Linked DNA regions of Sus scrofa: region 1 is linked to region 2. The links are chromatin contacts, called in public Hi-C maps. All regions are on one chromosome and are shown on one strand. Each heading gives the region's core, a stretch centred on a gene start, on an enhancer-like site or on the middle of the called end of the contact. The rest is flanking DNA. Distances are from core to core; before and after follow the strand shown.

What was found. A called contact is a pair of places that touch in the nucleus more often than the background predicts.
Region 1: a contact with region 2 is called in a Hi-C map of subcutaneous adipose tissue, with 1.9 times the contacts expected there. The contact joins the promoter of ARRB2 here to the promoter of RABEP1 in region 2. A contact is called at or near these places in 2 of 5 promoter capture datasets (fetal skeletal muscle and liver), 8 of 47 Hi-C or Micro-C datasets (alveolar macrophages, embryonic fibroblasts, heart right ventricle and 5 more) and 1 of 2 datasets of contacts at active chromatin or transcription factors (alveolar macrophages).

What each region holds. Positions count from the first base shown.
Region 1 is chr12:52,168,949-52,171,648 of Sscrofa11.1, forward strand. ARRB2 (beta-arrestin-2) reads right to left here and starts at 1,414. Exons shown (of 14, transcript XM_021067791.1): 1 at 1,285-1,414. The coding sequence starts at 1,307.
Region 2 is chr12:51,856,761-51,859,573 of Sscrofa11.1, forward strand. RABEP1 (rab GTPase-binding effector protein 1) reads right to left here and starts at 1,488. Exons shown (of 20, transcript XM_021067732.1): 1 at 1,341-1,488. The coding sequence starts at 1,473.

The sequences.
Region 1 (2,700 bases), core at 164-2,663, 310 kb after region 2:
AGCAGCTGCAGGGCACCTGACCTTTGGAGCCGAACCCAGCCAGCCTCCTGCCACGCTGAGGAAGAACAGCGTTTGTACACTGAGGTTGACCAAGAAGGTAGAGTGTGGGTGACCAGAGATGCCCCCCGGTGGTGGTGGGGAGCCGAAGCAGATGCCCCCTCACACTTCCTACTATTCTCTCCATTTCCTGTGGCCCAGAATTTGATGGGGGTGGGAGGAATTGTGCCAAGTCAGCAGTCCCCCTTTGGTCCCATCCTTCCCCCTCCCTGAACCACATAACGGAAATCTGGGGCCTCCCTCAAGTCAGCAACTTCCCCTTTCTCTGTGTTTAACCCCTAATCCAGGACGCCAATCGGCCCTCTGATCATCTCTCCAGGATCAGTCGACTTGGTGCTCAGAGATCTATGTTTTCCTACTCTATTGGTGGGGCTGATAGGGTGTTTTGCAGAATAAGTGACAGCTCAGAACCAGGCCACCATTCCTGTTCCTCTCTGAATAGAAGCCAAGAGCCCCAATCTTTTTCCTCTTTTGCTCCTGCTCCCCAGGGACTCAGGCATTCACCCCCTGCCCCCTTGGGGGTGTTGGGTCACAACAGGAAGTGGATTTTGCTAGAGACCAAAAAAGAGAACTGGAGGTGTCAGTGGAGGGAAGGAGCCTCGATTGCACAGAAAACATCCGGGGAGTGGATGGCGTGCCCAGGGCAGACACTGCCTCCCCTCACCCCCAGGAAGAGGGGTAAGGCTCAGATCGGGGAGGGTCGCCAGGCACTTTGCTGCCCCAAGATGAAGCTGTTGCTCCTAGCAACCCAGGGGAAGGCAGAAGTTTGTAAGCGGAGCCACCCGGCCCTTGGGACAGGTTGGGGGAGCCCGACTGCTTGGAGGGTAGTGGACAGGAGGCTCTCCAGTGGCTCAGCACGAGTCTAAGGGGATCCCCCTCCTGGCATCCAGCCTGCCCATACCAGTCCCCTTGGGGCCGGCCACCTGCTCCTTCCTCCGCCCCTGCATCGCTGCCTGCATCGGAGAAGCCAGTCGTCCAGCCCCCACATCCCTTCGAGAACCCAGATACGGGTTTCCCGATCCCCTCAGAGATCCCCTTGCAGGGTCTGTGGCATGCGTTGCCCTCATTATCCTCGAGGACCTAGGCGTGCGGCCCCGGATGGCTGCCCCCTAGGGACCCAGGCGTCCGGCCCCTGAATTTTCTCCCGGGTGTCCTTGTCTGGGAACCGTCCCAGTACCCGTCTGGAGCCGCCACCCACGTCCCGCCGCGTAGCCCCACCTCTCTTACCTGGTCCCCGGTTTCTCCCCCATGGTGCGCGCGCCCGCCGCCCGCCCGGTTCGCGGCTCGCTCGCAGCCTCAGAGCCCGCTGCCAGGTCCCTGCTCCTCCCCGCGCCACTGCGCACGCGCGCCCCCGCTCTTTCTCCACTCCCCTCTCCCCTCCTTCCCGCCCCCCCCGTCGGATCCTGGGGAGCCTAGGCCAAATGCGTCAGCCCGGATCGCGCGCGCCCCGGCACTGCCCGCCCTCTCCTCACAGGCACTCGCTGTGATTGGCTCCTCCAGCCGCCCTCCGCCCCCCATCTCCACCCCGGCCGAGGGACCCCCCCTCCCCGGCGCGCGCGGTCCCTGCACTCTGCTCTTCCCGCCCATCTCTCCACCCCTCCGCGCCCGCTTAGGCACTGATTGGGTCCCCTCAAACGAAGGCGCCCGCCTTCAGGAAATAAGAGCCTCTGATTGGCTTTATCCATTCCGGACCCTGCAGGGGTCCCCGCCCCTTTGTTTGCTTTCTCAGCGACGGCGGAGGCGAAGGGGGTGGTGGGGGCGGTGGATGAGCTCTAGCAGTCTGGCAGGGAGGATGAGGGGATCCACACGTGGGCGAGAGGTTCCAGTTGCGTGATGCTCGCTTATTGCGCGCCGCTCGCCCGCTCACCCTAGAGCTTGTTTCCTTCTTTGGCCCGCCCTCCTGTTTCCTTAGCGTGATGTGTCAGCTCCCCCTAGTGTCGGTATTTGATCTTCGCAGGGCTACTTTCCTACCTTTTTCCACCCATTCATCAAAGCGAACATCCATTCACGCACGCTTGCATCTATTTCATCTATCTATGCCCATTTTGCGCTAATCACTAAGCTAGGCGATGGGGACCCAGAAATGAATTAACATGGCCCCTGCCTTCCTCGTATGGTTGAGGAGACACATAAACAGGTACTATGATCCCAGGAATGCTTTACTAGAGATATGACTCAGAAGACAAAGCGACTCTCAGCCCTTTCCTGGGGGAGGAATGGAGGGAGGGCAGGCTGTCCAGAGGAGGGGGCATTTGAGGATAATCTTCCTGAAGGGTGGGCGGAAATTGAGAAAGGGTATTCTGAAGAGAGAGAAAGGCGAGGCACATCCTGTTTTGAGGTTTTTGTAGGGTGAGAGGGCAGGGGTGATAAGACTGGGTTGGATGAGTGGAACAGAGTGTGAAGGGTTTTGTAGAGCAGGCAATGGGGGGGCGCCTCTCCTGGAGGAGGGCGGTCGATCCAGTAGTGGGTTTTGTTTTTTTTTTTTTTTTTTTTTGTCTTTTGTCTTTTTGTTGTTGTTGTTGTTGCTATTTCTTGGGCCGCTCCTGCGGCATATGGAGGTTCCCAGGCTAGGGGTTGAATCGGAGCTGCAGCCACCGGCCTACGCCAGAGCCACAGCAACGCGGGATCCGAGCCGCGTCTGCA
Region 2 (2,813 bases), core at 238-2,737:
AATACTTCTCTTTTTTTGCTTTTTAGCGCCCCACTTGAGGCTTATGGAAGTTCCCAGGCTAGGGGTCTAATCGGAGCTGCAGCTGCTGGCCTATGTCAGAGTTACAGCAATACCAGATCCAAGTCGAGTCTGTGACCTACACCACACCCCACTAAGCAAAGTCAGGGATCAAACTTCCGTCCTCATGGGTTTGCTACCACTGAGCCACAACAGGAATTCCCTTATTCTTTTTTTCTGACTGCACCTGCAGCATGCAGAAGTTCCCAGGGTCAGGGATGGAAACTGCACCACATCAGGGACCCAAGCCCCAGCAGTGCCAACACGGGATCCTTAACCTGCTGAGCCACCAGGGAACTCCCAAACACATCTTACTCTTTAAAGCTTCTTTGCCTTTGAGAACAGGTTCCTGCAATACTATTGCCCACCTTGTGCACTTAACAAACATCTACAAGACTCAGCTCAAACATGAAGTGTCTTCCATTCTCCTTCCCTGTCCCCAAGAGTCCAATTTGCAGTAGTTACTTCAATGTACTGTTAGCCTATTTTCATCTCTGCTTCTCCTTCTTTAGACCTTGAGTAAAGATGGTGGTCTATTCACCTTGATAGAATCCCAGTGCCTAGCACATTTTGGATACCTGGTAAATAACTGTTAAATAAGTTGGTGTAAATGTCTTATCTACATAAATCTGTGACATCCTTGAGGACTAACTGGATATTTCATTCATTTTTGTATCTAAAGAGCCTAGAACAGGATCTGACACAGCTGATGTCAATAACTATCTGTAGAAATAAGTTCCTGCTCCCAATCTGGATGACATTTAATTAAAGCACCAGTACCCTCCTTTCGTCTGTCCTCCTCTCCTGGTTCCCACAATCAAGAAGGCTCTATTAACTCTACGCTCAAACCTGTCTCCTTTCTACAGCTAAACCCTCATAGGCCAATATCCCGCATGCCTGCCTTGGCCACAGTCTACCAAGAGGCCTGAAGTTTTTGACACCGCCCGCCATTTCGTCGCTGAAGTTTACTTGGGAATGGACTGTGAAGAAACCACAGCTCCCACGGCCCCCCACGTCGGGACCGAGGAAGGGGGTGTCCCTGCTGCTCCCGCGTCCGCGGCTGACAGGCAGGGAACCAGGGCGGGGACGGGCCCGGGCCCTGCCCAGGGCGTCTGCAGGTGGGGAAATGGAGGGGAGGGGGAGGGGGGACCATAAAGTCCAAGGTCAGAGAGCGAACCGGGTCTGACACCGGCCTAAACGTAGGGTTTTCACGCGGCGCGCGGGCCAGGGGGGTCGGGAGCCCAGTGCCCTCCGGCCCCTGTAGGGACGGAATGAGGTCTCACCGCAGACAGCTACGGCCCCACGCTCGCTCCGCTCGGGCTCCCCGCGCCGCTCTGCCCGCCGGCGCAGAACCACAGCTGTTGTCTTGGTTTCACGGGCGACGGGCATCGGCCACTTCCGGTCCCCGGGCGACATTCCAGCCAATCAGCGCGCGCCGCACTCCAGGGAGGAACAGGTGGTCGGCACGCCCGCTCCTCCTCGCCCTTTTCCAGGCTTCTTTTGCGCCGGTTCTCGCCCTCACTCAAGCCCCGTTTCGCCGCTGCCTGCCACACCAGCTCCCTGGAGTGGCCGTGTGTGCTGGGCGATGACCAGTTAGCCCCAGGATCACTGACGAGCTAGGTCCTCCGAGTTTCCTAGAACGGCTCCAGGGATGCACTTCCGTCCTAAGACTGGCCCCTCTGCGCGCTGCTATCGCTCCCCGAAGCATTGATCTGAGCTTGAGAAACTGGAGGTGGGCTTCGCTTTCTCGCCCGCCGGGCAGAGATCGCGCGACACCCCCTAAACCACCACCTGTAGCCCTTATTTCGTCACTCCCTTCCCTGCGCACCAAGAGCCTGATAAACAGATCCCTACGTCCTAGGACAGGCCCGTCATCTACTGGGGGCGAAGGGAGACCCGCTCTTGAGGTCGGGCAGGACTTTCTGGAGGGAGTGAAGTTTGGGCTGATATCTGAAGGTTGAGCAGAAATTAAGAGTTTAGGCACTGGGAACGGCCTTCCATTCTAGTCTCCGTATTTCTTGAATTTTGAACCTTCGTACTTGTTACTTCCTCTGCCACTCCTGTGCACCGCAAACTTTGTTATTCAGGTCTCGGTTCAAAGGTGACTACGTGGAAGAGGCATTCTATCCTATCTAAAGCCGCCGCAAATTCGGCCGCCCACCCCAAATATCAGGGAAGGCCTGCGATTGGCCTTGTTTAGGTCTGGTGCTCACCCCTGGACCAATCATGGTATTCAGGGTAAAAGGATAGTAGCATTAACCAAATCTGGGTTACCCATCTTCGCCCTTTGTGGGAGGAGGCTTCTGTGTTTGCCTCCCCATAATCCCTGTGGAATAGAGAAGAGAGTGACTGATCACAGAAAGTAATATTACATATATATCCAGTACACAACCTATCAGAAAAGGAAAAAAAGCTTTCACTTGCGTTCACTGGGATGAGGCCCTAGACTATAAGGTCCATCATTGTGGCCATTCTCACACCAATATCCTTAACCCTTTTGCTCTACTGTCTGCAAGTGCGCGGGAAATTTATTAATCCGGATCAGTTAAAATGTTCGGTTTCTTTGCCCAGGCTGCTGACAGCTAGTGGGGAAAATCATGCATTTTGGAAAAGAGCCCCAAAAGAAATTTATGGCCTCCACTTCCCCAGAGGTCTTTCACTTCTGCCCAGAAATCATCTTCTGTTGCCTTAGTCAGCGTTTCTATCATTGCCATGATTGCTTTTTTTTTTTTTTTTTTTAATGGCCACACCTGCAG